Linked DNA regions of Mus musculus: region 1 is linked to region 2. A link is a contact called in public Hi-C data. All regions are on one chromosome and are shown on one strand. The core of a region is the stretch at or near the end of the contact, and the rest is flanking DNA. Distances in the headings are between cores, read along the strand shown. Region 1 overlaps Tnik (TRAF2 and NCK interacting kinase). Region 2 has its middle 8.3 kb from the start of Gm42196.

The links. Hi-C and Micro-C count contacts between places; a contact is called where the count stands out from the background.
Region 1: a Hi-C map of muscle stem cells shows a contact between it and region 2, with 2.5 times the contacts expected there. The contact joins two enhancer-like sites. A contact is called at or near these places in 8 of 484 Hi-C or Micro-C datasets (the HL-1 cell line, the HPC-7 cell line, cortical neurons and 4 more) and 3 of 115 datasets of contacts at active chromatin or transcription factors (embryonic fibroblasts, neural tube and trophoblast stem cells).

The regions. Positions count from the first base shown.
Region 1 is chr3:28,483,746-28,491,164 of GRCm38.p6, reverse strand. The region is part of intron 2 of Tnik (TRAF2 and NCK interacting kinase); the gene reads right to left. Among named protein-coding and RNA genes, the nearest start is that of Mir466q, 68 kb to the right of the region's middle. RefSeq lists an enhancer at 1-96. Within about 2 kb of position 5,789, at least 36 of the 459 cell types and tissues checked have an H3K27ac peak or open chromatin away from gene starts, as enhancers often do. A contact at or near this core is called in muscle stem cells and trophoblast stem cells, where this site is marked.
Region 2 is chr3:28,164,307-28,172,133 of GRCm38.p6, reverse strand. No RefSeq gene overlaps it. Among named protein-coding and RNA genes, the nearest start is that of Gm42196, 8.3 kb to the left of the region's middle. Within about 2 kb of position 1,378, at least 82 of the 459 cell types and tissues checked have an H3K27ac peak or open chromatin away from gene starts, as enhancers often do. A contact at or near this core is called in muscle stem cells and trophoblast stem cells, where this site is marked.

The DNA.
Region 1 (7,419 bases), core at 4,540-7,039, 310 kb before region 2:
ACATGCTGGATCAGACAGCCTCAGCACCATCTCACTCCCCGCCCCCTTCAAGGCTTCCTCTCCTTTGAATTAGACAATCTTGGCTCCACTGAGGAAAGCTTCTTCAATTTTTTAAGTTGCAAATGAATGTGCCGCCTTTGTATTGCCACAGCATTTTATGCTAACCCCTGCTGGTCCTGACCAGTGCTCTGATTTTCTTTTCTTTTTTTTTTTTTTCAAATATGCATTTCCAGAATAATAAAAACAAATCAAATCAAATCAAAGGGCTGAAAAAGTGTTGCTCAGTGGTAGAACACTTGCCCAGGATGTACAAGGCTCTAGGATCATAGCAACCACCAAAAAAAGGAGAAAAGATAAGAGTGTAGAACACACAGTAGTGGCTGGTGTTGTCTTGTAGATCAACTCTGGTTAAGTCTATCTATATCTGTCCATCTGTCTGTCTATCCATCAGTCAACTGGTGACACACTATACCATCTGGAGTAGTGGCTCTCAACCTTCCTAATGCTGTGACTCTTTAATACAGTTCCTCATGTTGTGGTGAAACATAAAATTATTCGGTTGCTATTTTATAACTAATTTTTCGACTGTTATAGACCATCATGGAGATATCTGATAGGTAGGATATCTAATATGCGATGCTCCCATGAAAAAGCTGTTGGAGTCCCCCCCCCCCCCGAAAAGGTTCTCAACCCACAGGTTGAGAATGACTGATCTAGAGTCTCCAATGAAAACTGATGTTTCAGAAACCTAACTGTCAACTATATCATGTACACTCTCTTTCTAAGAAGCGCCCTCAGTTGAAGGAACTACCTTACCTAGGGTCAAGCTCCCATCTGGAGACAATTGGAACAGGATGATAACTTAGGCCAGGGTGGAAGTGTTAGAATTCTAGAAAAGAACAGACAGCCTAGAAATACACAGAAAGCTTAAGCTATAGGACATGAGAAGAAACTAGATAGAGTTTTTCTCCAAGCCTTCTGTAGTGTGGGGTGGAGAAGGAACTCAGCCAATACTTGCTAAATTACACATTAGATGAAGATTTGACGTATGAGATTGTGCTCTCATTCTTGGTACCACTGACATTCCACAGAAGTCCCCTTTGGTCCCTCACATTTTTGTCTAGCCACAAACTCTTTGGGACCAGATGAGAGAGAGAGGGAGAGGTTCCAGGCTGTGATTATAATTGCCTGGCTTGCTGAGAAGGTAAAATGAATTTAAGTGAAGCTCTTTTAAATTCTCCAGAGAGTGGATCTTAGGAAAATGATAGAGATCGGGGAAAAACAGAAATGATCCATCAATCTTTACCTCTGCCCTGTCACAATGAGGACAAGGATGTACTCCATCACCCACTCCCAGTTAGGATGAAGGCTTAGTTATGACACCTGCCAGTCTCATCCTCAAGATGTCAGGGCATACTCATATTTTCTGTCCTTAGACAGAAACATGGCTTGAGGGGGCTGTAGTGATGATGCAGTGGTTAAGAGCACTGGATGCTCTAACAGAGGGTCATGGTCAATTCCCTGCATCCACATGGTGGCTCACCATCATTCATCATTCCTGTTCCAGACGATAGATCTGATGGCCCCTTTTGGCTTTCTGGGCCACTGTATGCACATGTTACATAGCCTCAAACATCCACACACATAGAAATAAAACTTAGAGAGGGAACACGCCTTGAGTATATAAGAGGATTCTATGGAAAGATTCCAAAGATTCTTAAAAATCACAAATGTTCATGGAACAGTCCTGAAAGTGTCTACTCTTAGGGTTTCCTCCAGGTCAAAGACAACCGCTGTTGCTATGGTTGGCACATGGCACTCCCTGGTGACTTCAAAGGCTCTGCTTAACAAATCTGCAGAAGAGAGACCTGACACCTAATGATTCTCAGCCTGTGGAACACTCCAAACAAGGTCCTATCCCAGAACTGTCCCCACGAGATTACCCTCTCCCTCAGTACCATACACTGCCAATCCTCTGCCAAGGCTTGCTTATAGATTACTCAGGGCTGGGTCCATCGAAATCTAAGACTTGTTTATAGACTCCAGGAGGGAACAAGATACTTCTTCCCTTCTTCTTGTTGGAAACTAGATGCCTCAATTTCTGTGTGGCTGCTTATAAATCAAGATGGATGCTTCTAGTAGTTGGTTTGGTTTCTGCTGTGTGTGGACCCTGGTGTAATTCAAGTCTGAGAAGTTGCTTTCAAAGTCATAAGACATGTGATTATGAAGAGCTGGATAATTCCCTAAGATACAGAAAGGGACTAACCTTGACACAGTCTGTCAAAAGCAGAGGGGGAAGCCTTTAGTGTCCAACAGCTTACGAGCACACATGTGAACCATACAGAAATCACCAATCCTGAGATCCTAATGACCTAATGCCATGGGTCTTAGGGTCCAGTCCTCAGGTTTCCAGGCTCTGTACCCTAAAAGGGAAAGTTTCTCCTTGTCCATTTATCTTCTTCCCCAGCCTAGGACAGCTTCTTGCAATAGGTGGTTCCCAAAACATGCCAATAAACGTGAAGTTGTTATGCTTGGTGAACTGGGTGCTTCGCTTCAGTCAATCAGAGCCAAGAAGTCAGTCAACTGACCAACTTAACCTGGGAGAAGCTCAGAGAAGCACTATCTGGATAACAGAGAGCTGGCACAGGAAGGACCTGTCACAGGAAGGGAGAACCACGTGGTCTGAGGCAGGGGTCTGTGACAAGGATTCCTACATAAGGGTTTGGTTTGTTTCCGGTTGGCTTCTCCATGTTAACCAACAGACTGAGGGAGCCCTTGAGCAACCCAATCCCTGTACTCATCTGTTCATTATCAGCACTGGGGAGAGAGAGAGAGAGAGAGAGAGAGAGAGAGAGAGAGAGAGAGAGAGAGCCAGCCTCATGATGTCTTCTTCTGTGGCCCTGCTTAGATTTGCTTTTACACTGACCCCGGTAGACAGAGGTTTACCACTAGTGGATGAGATAGGGGGTGCTGGTTGTGACCATGAGGCATAGGGTGGGGGGGGTGGCCAAGGAGGACAAATAATAGTCACAAAGACAGTGCTGAGTTTCAGAAGGAAAGCTGTCCACCCCCAGAGTGGCTCAGTCCTCCCCAGGTGTCAGTAGCAGCAGCAGCAGCAGCAGCAGCAGCAGCAGCAGCAGCAGCAGCAGCAGCAGCAGCAGCAGCAGCAGGAGGGAGAACAGCCCTGTACACTCAGAGTTGTCAGACAGCAACAGGCCTAAAGTGTTCCCAACTCAGAAGCACAAACGGGGAACCATTTGACTCCCTTGAGGCTGCTGCTGAATACAGCCTCTCCCACAGTGTCCTCAAACCTCCAGAAGTTTTCATTAAAACAAAGGAAATGTCAGTCGGGAAAGCGCCGGAATATAATTAGGGCCCACCAAATCTAAAGTAATTCAGAGGGGAAAAAAATAGACAGTAATGAAAGGGATGCTCTCTGGTCCTTACTGAATCTCTGCTGTGCGGCTGACACAAAAATCAATTTCAACAGGCTTTAGCTGAATCTGAGCAGGAACCAGGGCGACAGATGAAATTTAGTGAGCAATTTACTGGAGTCATAATGATTCCTGAGCAAGGGGGAAAGGGCTGTAGCGAGGGCTCTCACTCAGACGTCTCCTCTGTGAGAGCACATGTGCATCACTATATCCCCCCATTCTATGGGGGACGGACTTTAAAGTAGTATGTTTTAATCCTAATAAATGCCTGCACATTACACTGTACCTCTACCTCGGATACTTTAAAATGGTGGTTTCCAGCAAGGCAATTTTGCCCCCTGGGGACATGTGACAGGGTCTAGACTTCTGATTGCTATGACTATCTGTCAGTGCTGGCATCTTGTGAGTAGGGGCAAGGTATGCTGCTAAGCATGCCATATTTAAAAGAGATTCTCCTTTGTCTGACACACTATTTTGAGCTCCCAAATGTCAGGGGAACCAAAGGGTGAATCTGGTCCTTAGAGTTTGACATTCAGTAGATGCCCAGTGCACAGCGAAGTGTGTGCAGAACCACCAGTTACAAAGATGCCCAGATGAGGCCTTAGCTGGGGATCTCATGGGTGATGGGCATGGAAAGGGCAGACAGGTGGCATTGTTCTGTCTTTGCTTAGTAGCACCTCACAAATGATTTTAAACCATGTTTTACTGTTTGTATTACAATTTTCATACCAGTTTTTAGCATATGTTGAGTACATTCCCTGTGCTCTCCCTTTTCTTGGCTCTCCTTACTCCCATCAAAACTCTCATGATGATCTTCACTAAAATAGAAAAATAAAGACATTCATATTGAAGAACAAAAGAGCCTACATTGCCTAAGCAGCCGGTCCTGAGCAGAAAGCATAACACATTATCACCATTCCTGACTTCAATTATACTACAGAGTTACAGTACCAAAAGCAGCATGGCACGGGGAAAAGTCAGACACGGAGAGCAATGGGCTAGAAGACACTACTTTTTGAAGTGAGGTCAGTGCTTCTCAACCAAACCATGATGTGGCCTCCGGGACCATTCTTCTGACTTCCGTGTGTAATTGGTCACTTAACAAGATCTTCATTGTCTCTATTAAAACATGGATAATGTAGTGTGAGGACCAAAGAGGCTTGGAGTGCTTGGAAACAGTGGGAAAATTGATGCTTAGGTATTAATTTTGGAAAGTGTTCCTTTGTGCTGGCTAGTTTCATGTCAACTTGACACAAGCTGGAGTCATCTGGGTAGAGGGCATATCAACTAAGGAAATGCCCCAGCTTTGCCTACAGGTAAGTTTGTGGGCAACTTTCATGATTGATGTGGGAAGGCCCAGCACACTATGTGTGGTGCCAACCCTTGCTGCCTCCCATGTCACTAGCACAGGCCATATGAACTACATGCTTTCTGAGCATGGACCTTCATACCATTCTGTGCATTAGGAGAACAAAGGCAAAAACAGACAAACAAACAAAAAAGGTACTGTAAAAGTTTCTGTTATGAATTAAAGGCATTCTTTCAGAGTGAGGGACCATACCAATCTGACAGCAGGCATGCTGTCCTTGGGGAGTAAGTCAGTGGGAACAAGGACTTAAGTGCCTCATTGGTGTGTGTTCCCTAGAAGACAGTAATTCTGGAAATAGGTTCGCCTGCAATCTTGGGGCAAGGAACATAAGTGAAATATGAGGCCGCCGAGAAAGAGCAAGAGTCCTTTTTAGTAAGTAAGGCATGCCCAAGCTCTAGGCCAGCCTGAATGGCCAGACGGCTGACGAGGTAGTGAGTGTACTGACGGACAGCTAAATTTAGCTGCAATATGACTCCCCTGCTAGGAAGCTTCCTTTCCAGAAGGGTGAGGTTTCCCTGACTCCAGTGAAATTCTTCTTTTGACCACACTTTCATCCTACAGTTCGCTGACAAATCAGGGATGGTGAGAACTTGGTGAGAGCATGCTGCTAACTCTCTGACCACCCTTTCTTCTCACACAGACCAGGAGACAGACACAGTTCTGTAGTGAAGCCTTGCAGGTCACACAAGGCAGAACAATAGTTAAGAGGAAGGGACTGAGGGATAGGAGGTGTTCAGGGGTGATCTGGGAGGGTCTAGAGTAACTTTTGTTTAGAGGCCCTTTATCCATAAAACAGATAGAATTAGGTTAGTAGTTTGCAATAGAGATCAAATTAATACATAGAGAGACAGTTGGTGGTGTGCCTGGGTAAGTGACAGGGATATCCCAGCTCTTTTGGGGCTTGATGGGAACTATTTATAACCTCTGTCCTGCTGTCCCCATCTTTACCACAGGGCGAACCTGGTTCCCTCATCCTCCTCGAATGTGCCAGAGTGCCTTTATGTCTCTTCCTTCTGCTATGCCTGCTTGACGCTGCCTTTATGTCTACATCCTGGGCTCCAGTGACTAAGAGTCTTCCCCTAGAAAACCCCCCCCCACCCCCAATTCTTACCAATATTTTCCCTCATCTTAGGGGCACCTTGTGCAGTATACATTATACTTCACTTATTACCTATATAAGGCATTTTTCATTCTCTAATGGATTTCTCTAGATTTTGATCATTACTACATCTTCAATAGCCCATTCGTGCCTGCAGTATGGCCACTTAATCCCCCACGTGCTGTGGGAATGAGTTCTCTGGAAACAAACATCTCTCTCTCTCTCTCTCTCGCTCTCTCTCTGTCTCTGTCTCTCTGTCTCTCTGTCTCTGTCTCTCTGTCTCTGTCTGTCTCTGTCTCTCTCTCTGTCTCTGTCTCTCTGTCTCTGTCTCTCTGTCTCTCTTTGTCTGTCTCTGTCTCTGTCTCTCTCTCTGTCTCTGTCTCTGTCTCTCTGTCTCTCTCTCTCTCTCTCACACACACACACACACACACACACACACTACAGAATCTCCTTTTAAAGGCACAGCAATGGAAATAAAAGAAGCAATGTCATCTGAGGCTTTCAAAGGAGGAACCCTTTCAGGTTGACTTTGCATCAAAGTAACAGAGCAGGAAAGCACTGCCTTCCTCTTTATTCTCTTCACACCTCTGAAGCTTAAAGAACAGAATAAAGGCTTCATAATTAACATATATTTCATATATTTGCTATCCAGGATGATTCGTTTCTGTAAATATATAATTATTTCATTTAAATATTAGCAACATGGATATTGAAAAGATATGGACGACTGAAAAGTTAAAAAGCAGAGAAGCAAAGGTGGCCACACCCCCAAATTACATTCCTCCTGGCAGCCGCTGACATTTCAGCCTTACAGATAGCAATTAGGGATGAGACTGCTTTTAGAACCAGAGAGAACATTTGACAACCTTTCCCTTTCTTTCATTTTCCCTAAATGAAATGCGAGAGATAGTTCATCTCCAGTCAAACATGAGTGACCATCGCCCTGGAGAACAGATTCAGGTTTCCTGTAGTCATGGATCCTAAGGTGGAAGTATGCCCATCAGCTTTGTGTGGTCAGAAAAAAACGATAAAAAGTCATAAATCCATGCACTTGAAAATACAGTGGGAGGCAGGTTACAGAGAGCTGGGAAAACTGCTGGAGGCGGCCCTTCCTTGACACAATGTGAAAAGATGGAGCTAGCAAGTGCTTAAGCCATAGTCAGGAAGGTCACCCACATGGAACCACGAGGAGCCCTTTCCTCCATCCCCCAGCCCTCACCCCTGCTGGCAATCCCAATGCTGGAGAGGAGAAGAGACAGAAGATCACAGCAGGCTGGCCACCAGCCCAGCAGAGTGGGTGAGTTCCAGGTTCCAGTGAGGGACTCTGTCTCAAAACATCAAGGTGGGCAGCTCCTAAGGTGAGGCTTGTGGCCTCTACACATGTGCACACACATCAAAGCACCTAACACACAAGCACGCATTCACACGTTCATACATAGTAGAAAAGAAAACCAATGCTTATTTAAGTAACAGAACTGTACTGGTTTTTAAGTATCATTCCTAATCTGCCCAAACAA
Region 2 (7,827 bases), core at 129-2,628:
GCTCGTTACAAACATCAGCACGTTCAGTCTCAAAGAACATAGTAAGATTCGCTTTCCTGGCAACTTCCTGCTAGCTGGGACAGTGTCCGGAAGAGGGAAAGGAACAGATACCTGAACCCAGAGGGAGGAGGAGTCAGGGGGAGGATAGAAAGCTTCCTGTTTGGACTTTTGTGCCTATTTCCAACCTATTAGCATCGTTGTCTGTGGACCTTGAGGCTTTGGGTCTGGTCCTGAGGTTTTTACCAGTGCAACTGTCTGGGGCTTGTCCCCAGCAAAGAAGGCAGCAAGGAAGCATTTCTCTTTAACCAGATAAGTCTGGTGTCGCACCATCCACGAGGGACGCGGAAGGCAGGTACTCCTATAGGGAGGACCATCTCAGGTTGAGCCTGTGTCTTGGGAACTTGAATTCCCCACCCTGCAAAACGAGCTTGGAAATCAGATACCCCTTCCCCTCAGTTTGCTGCAGGGGGGATGGTGGAGGGAGCCTTGAAGAGAATGGGATGAGGTTTTCCTGCTGTGGGCTCCCCAAGTCAGACGTTGTCACGGGTTAGCAGAAAGAGCAGCGTTCCATTCATCCGAAGACAAGGGAAGTGGCTGTGTAAACCAGATATTGTTTCTTGTGGCAGGCACTGTCCTATGCATGGTAGGTATTTGGCAATAGCTCTCTTTTCTGCTTATTACACTTCCTCTTCCGGTGATTGCATAATCCAAAAATGTCTAGACGTTGCCAACAGCCCCCAGGGGGCGATAATCACGTGGCCTGAGACCTGCTGCTCTCTGGTGCGGTTCTCTGCTGGAATCACTCAAAGAACACTTGGTCCGTTCCCTGCTTCTAGAAAACACTAAAACTCCCCGTGAAAAGGTAATTTAGAGGAAGTAGAACACAGTCTCAAAACAGTAGGCACAGAAAGGCAGGTGGAAGCCGATGAAATAAAACCTTTTTTTTTCCAGGTAAGGAAAAGGAGACAGGAAGCTTGTGATATGCCTCAGGCCCAAAGATGAGTCAGAGGGAAATCAGGGAGGGTAAGAGGAGTATAGGGTCTGACCTTCAGTCAAAGAAAAACAGCTCCATCCTTCCCCCTTCCCTCCCCTCCTTCAGTTGGGATCTACGTGGGAACAAATGTCGGTTGTTTTAGAAGCTGGTGGAACGTTCAGAAATGTTTCCTTTAAATGAAGGGCAAAAGGCGGGGTCAGGGGGAGCGGAGAAAAGCTAGAATTGCTGACTTAAGAAATGTAGTTTACCTGGTCCACTGCTGCCACTGCCTCAGACCCTCCCGCTTGCCTGGCTGGCTGGCTGCATGGCTTCTCCTATTGGACAGACGAGGAGCTGGAGCTTCAGTCAGAAGGCTAGCAGTGAGGCTGGGGTCAGGCCTAGGGATTGTCCCCAGGAGCAGCTCCTCCTCTGGCCTTGCCCTGCCTCTGGACCATCCACAAAGCCAGACTCGGTCATATCATCCCCCTCTCTTCTCCCGTTTTTGAAACAGGATCTCCAGGAATTAGGCTGACCTGGAACTTGCTAAATAGATGAAGATGGACTTCCGATCCTCCTGCCTCCTGCTGGGATTCCAGGCCTTTGGCATCAAGTCCAGGCTATGGAGTGCTAGGACTCATCCACTAGGGGCTTTGTACACTAGGCAGGCACCCTACCAATGGAACTGCATCCCAGGTCCTCAGGGTGTTCTGTTCTCTAAGGGATCCCTTTTGTTTACCTCAAGGATAGTTAAAAGTCCTTGTCTGTAACAGCGGCACCCAGAGGTATCCCTCTCGGGGGTTTCCCTGGTCCCCTGCATTCTGATGGTGCAGAAAAAACTAACAGGAGATTGTTGCTTGACAATAAGTATCTCTCATTGGCTGTCTCAGGCCTCAGCACCTCCCTCTGGGCCTATCCCAGCAGGTGGGCTGGGGTGCAGGTGGGGCTCTCCATTCTGATCTTCTGGAAGAATGGCTTCCCCAAACCTCCTTGATAGGACACTTTTCTCCCTCCCTCTCTCCCTCTCTCCTTTCCTCCCTCCCTCCTTCATTCCTCCCTCCCTCTTCCCTCCTTCCCTCTCCTCTTCCTTCCTCCCTCTCTCATTCCTCTCTTCCTCCCTCCCTATCTTCCTCCTTCATTTCTTTCTTTCTTCCCTTCCTTCCTCCCTTCTCTCCCTTCTTTCCCTTCTTCCTTCCTTCATCCTTCCTTCATCCCATTTCTGTGTTCACAGTATGTGTGATGTGTCAGAGGGAGCCATTTTTCCAGACTCCTGATTTCTTTCTCACAAGCCCTAAATCACTTTTGGGCCTTTTGTTCTTTAAGACAGGGCCTTATGTAGCCCAGATTAGCCTCAGACTCACTGTGTAGCCAAAATGACCTTGAACTCTGATCCTCCTTCAGAAGGCTAGGATTATAGGCATGGACCACATGGCCACCTTTAAAAGAAAAAAATTAGTTTCGATATATTTGTTATGTTGAAAGAAAACTTATGTAATACATTTTAAAATTTTTTAACAAAGGAAAGATTTGCGGAAATAGCTGTTTTTCTCATTTCTCTGTGCTGAAATATTTTGTGCGTTCTTTGAGTATATAGGACTAATGTCTTGTGACACATGTGTCCCTAGAATGACCCAAAACAACAACAAATGACAATCTGTTTATTCTGAGCCCTATACTCTAGAACAGAAGCCATACCTTTTTATACAGGGAAAACTGTAGCCCAGAAAAATGAAGTGGGCTACTCAAGGTCACAGAACTAAAAAGGCAAAGCATTAAGCCATAACGGAGTAGGAGTATTTCAGTCTGAGGAGAACGATTTATGCTTTACATAAAATCCTGGTACCTATAGGCAGCTTGGGGAGAGCTAATGTTGGAATAGCCTGTGGTGAGATTCAGACCTGGGACAAATAACTGAGGTGCATAGTTTACATACCAAAGTGAACTTGGCCGCCAGGTTCTCTGGGCATCCCTCAGGCCCTACCTGTTACAGGGCATACATACTCTGCTCTCTGCCCTGAACTTTCCAGCTGAGGAGCTGGCTTACCCTCCCTCCCCCAGGAGCAAACATAAGTCCTTGAGTATGGATTTTAAGTGTGTGCTCCCAACCCTGCCCCACCCTCTCCTTTTCAATATAATACAGACATTTCGGTATCTCTTCTTGTTCTTGTTCTTCTTGCTCTTCAGCACTAAAGGCCAGACCAAGTGGACATCAGAGTCCCTTCCTTCCTCCTTGCCATGGGCCTAAGTTTGGTTCTAAGCACCCATGTTGAATGGCTCACAACCACCTGTAACTCTAGCTCCCATATGCATGCACGCACATGGAACCCACACACATAGAAACAAAAACACATAGAAACGAAAATCTTCAAACAAAACAAAATCTACATTGAGCCCAGAACACTCATGGGAAACAGCAAAGCCCACTGCAGGTCAGTGTGGATCTAGTGACTTGGTGACATATCAAACTTTACATCAGGGTGCTCACCTTCAACACAGGAGCAACTCGAGGTTCTTGGGCACTAAATTAATCGCAGACCATGGTGAGTGGGAAAGACTGCAGATTTGGGCAGAGGGCAGGCTCAAGCCTCTGGACCTGCAAGCAAACATAAGTCCTTGAGTGTGGATTTTTAAGTGTGTACTCCCAACCCCGCCCCACCCTCTCCCTTCTTTCTGTGTTTCCATCTTTCTATCTTTCTATTTTAACACTAGGGCCCAGCTTCTTATACTGGGGGTTACAGCTTTACCCTCCCAGTGACAGATTGCTCAGCTACACGCTGAGACATAAACCTCCTTCCAGTCATCCCAGAATTAGGCCCATAGATTTCCAGTTATGGAAGGGAGGTGTTCCAACTCAGGCAGCAGATGTAAATTATAGGCCTGAATGGATTTTGCATGAATTTCTCCTAGGCTACTTCCATGCTGCTTAAATACCACTTTTTAAAAGCAACATGGCATTGTATTTTCAGAGGCGATTTGTTTCCACTGCAGAGAGGGCTCCAGGAGGCCAGAGCAGTCTTTCAAGCTCTTCCCCTTGCAGGGAAGAACATTGACCAGTGAGCAGTTCTCTAGAACCCACAGTGGGATTTCATGGTTCCCCAGCCCATGCTCTCACACAGCTTCACTCTTCCTTTTAAGACAAAACTTAGGATCCAAGCTCAGCTTCCATATGTCCTGGGAAAAACAGCTCCGCCACCTGCAAAGACAGGGAGTGACTGTGCAGGAGGTCAGGTGGCAGATAGTAGCAATTCGTGTCCTAGCTGCTCAGCCAGGCCCACGTGCCTTGTGCTACGGACTCTTGGCTCTCTTTCTTGATACAATTTTTTGAGAACTCATTGAGTAAAGAACAAAAAGGCAGGCCCTGTGCTCCCTCCTCACTTCTTCCTAGAGGGATAGAACTGCGGTCACATTGAAATCCTGAGCATAATTTTACCACCCTGGAGGTGGGCACTCTCTCATAAGTAAAGCTCACTGGCTGTGTTGAGGCTCCAGCTCAGCAGCAGTTGAGCTGGGGGTTCGCCTGCACACAGCCCTGGCTTTAGTGGCCAGTACAAAAGCTGAGTTCATGAGCCAGGACACTGCAACTTCATTTCTTTCCCAATGTGCCCACTGTTTTCTTACTCGGATCTATTGGTGAGACATTTCACATGGAGCTCGAGATGACTATCTCAGCCCTTCCCATACGCACTCAGGGACTGGGGTTATTGAAACTATTTGTAGAGACATTTGGAGCTGGTTGGGTGATTCAGTTGGTAGAATATCTGCCGAGTTTGCACGAATCATTGGGTTTCACCCCTAACACTCCATAAATGGGGTGTGGTAGCACATATTTATAATCCTAGTTCTTAGGAGGTGGAGGCAGGAGGATGAGAAGTTCAAGGACATCTCCAGCAATATAAGCAGGTTTGGGCCGGCCTGCGATTCTCTGATACATGAGATCTTGTTGTTAAAAAGTGGGCTTGAAGAATAGAAACATGGCTCAGTGATGGACAGCACTTGTGTGTGTGACACACACATGCACACACTTAAAAATAATCAAAAATAAATATCTAAAAAGAAATCCCAAATGTTCCCAGGAGACCTCCCCAAGGTCAGACGTACACCGGGCCTCCGGCCTTGAGCACACTGTCGCCAGCTTGCATTACTGCATCACTAGTGGCTCCAGTATATCCAAGTGAAGAGTTAGATGCGCTCTACACAACTTTGAGTGGACAATACTGGGGGATGATTGTGTACTTGCATACATGTGCAGTTAGGTTGTGTGTCTGAGGTCATCCTAAGCTGAAGTTTCTCAGGAGCTGTCCACCTTGTGTCTTTGAGGCAGGAACTCTCATTGGTCTGGTCCCTGTCACATAGTATATAGGAGAACTGACCAGCAAGCCCTGGGGACCTTCCTGCCTCCGTCCTCCCAGCACGGGGAATACAAGCATATGCTGCCATGCCTGGCTTTTTCTGTAGGTGCTGGGGATGGCACTCAAGACCTGGCAAGGACATTATCAACTGAACTCTCTCCCTAGCCCAGTACATTACCTAAAGAAACAAAAGCAGGGTGTGGCCTAGGTAGAAAACAGACTTTCATGTCTTCATCATCAGCTCTAGCGATTGAGATCTGAGGTTTGGGTAGCTGAAAGTCTGTTCCATGGACCAAGCCATCTTGGGATAAACGGGTGAGGGCTTGTCTTCATTTCTTGTCCCATGTGGCTAAACTACTGCTTGGTGGGATGTAAAATTACTGACCTAATTGGTCCATTGTTTGCCAAGGATTGGTCAAGGGGGGAATCTGCATTGGGCAGTGGTGGCTGGGACAGCCTGGACCTAGTAGAGACCACAATCTCTTGAAGGAGAGATATTCTTAGATATGTAAGTAGTATGATCTATGTTGTAAGTGACAGAAACCAAATCATAAAATAAATATGTTTATCATGATATCTATTATATATACAACTTTCTAATGTTTGAAATTTATAGAATGATTAAGCGCCTCTCTGCCTTGTAGCTCACCTAAGAAAAAGAGTTTGCACAATTGAAATAGCTAAAACTACTCTCCTGCACTTGCACATGGCTTGCCTTTGCTCCGTATTATTTCTATCTTATGTTTATCCATTTCTGAACAGTATAGTAATTTTTATTGGTTTTACTATATTTATTCTGACTGCAGTTAACTGAACCTCTTTAATTAAAGGTCTAGTCAATACAATTCAGAAATTTTGAAGAAAGAAACTGGGCATACCTAGAAGATGACAACAGGAGCTGATGGACATCATGAGGTTTACTCAGGGGGAGCTCTGGAGTTAAGACACTGCAGCTCAAGTGTCCCTGTAAAGACCTGATTGAGAGAACTGTGGTCTCATTCAAAGATGATGCTGGAAAGCCACGGTGGTACTCAAGTTTGGGTTCTAGTGCCACCTAGAGGGCAGAATGTGATGATTCCCATTTTCTGCTGTGTGTAAGTAATTTTGTCAGCAGTTAGTTTTCAGAGGGCCTTAATTTTCTTAAAGATTCTGTGGTGTGTGTGTGTGTGTGTGTGTGTGTGTGTGTGTGTGTGTGTGTGTGTGTCTGTGTGTCTCTGTGTGTGTGTCACATGTGTGCATGTGAGCTGTTGACATAGATGCTGAGAAATGAACCTGGGAACACTGGAAGAGTGTTCTCAACCACTGAGCTATCTCTATAGCTCCACAGCACCTTGGTTCTAATATTTCATTTAATTTTAAGTAGTTTTCGCTGAAGTCAGAATTTCTTCACTTGCCTTTAGTCCTTTTCCTCTTTCCTTCTTTCTTCCTTCTCCTTCCCTCCCTCCCTCCCCCCCTCCTCTTCTTCTTTGTAATTTATTTTTAAAACAGGGTCTCCCTGTGTAGTTCTGGCTGCTCTGGAACAAAAATCTACCTGCACCTGTGTGCTAGGACTAAGGATGTGCTACATCATGTCTGAAAAATGTAAGAAGTTCTAGGTAATGAAGAAATTAATCTCCCAACAGATTACTGTGTAACAAATTTAATCCTTTTCTGTGCATCTATCTGATGTTATGATTGATGGTTTTGTTGCTATTGCTGTTTGTTTGTTTTGGTCAGACTGGCCTAGAACTTGCAATGTAGTGAGGATAGCTTTGAACTCCTAACAATTCTGATTCTACCTTCCAAGTGCTGGGGTTACAGTTGTGTGCCACCACAGTAATGTTGTTCCAATATAATTTTAGGGGGCTAGGATGTTAGCATAGTGGTTAAGAGTTGCCAGCACTCATGTCTGGAGGCTCATAGACACCTCTGGAGACCTGATGCCCTCTTCTGGCCTTTATGGGTAGGTGGTGGTTTGAGTATGCCTAGCCCAAGGAGTGGCACGATTTGGAGGTGTGGCCTTATTGAAGTAGATGTGTCACTGTGGGCTTAGGCTTTAAAACCCTCATCCTAGCTGCCTGGAAGCCAGTCCTCTACTAGCAGCCTCCAGATGAAGTTGTAGAACTCTCAGCTCCTCCTGCACCATGCCTGCTTGGATGCTGCCATGCTCCTCACCTTGATGATAATGGACTGAAACTCTGACCTGTAAGCCATCCCCAATTAAATGTTGTCTTTATAAGAATTGCCTTGGTCATGGTGTCTACTCACAGCAGTAAAACCCTAACTAAGGCAGGGTACCTTCACATATGTGGGAATACTCACATAGACAAGTTCACACACATATAAAATATTTTAAAAGACTTTATTCGGGTAGCATCTATATACCATAAAATTCAATAATTTAAGAAATGTAATTTGGTATTTTTTATTAGTTACTGAGTTGGACACCATTGACCAGTGTTAAAACATTTTTATAACATGAACAAAATCTCTCCTGTCCTGTATATTAATAGTTAGTCCCACTTCCCA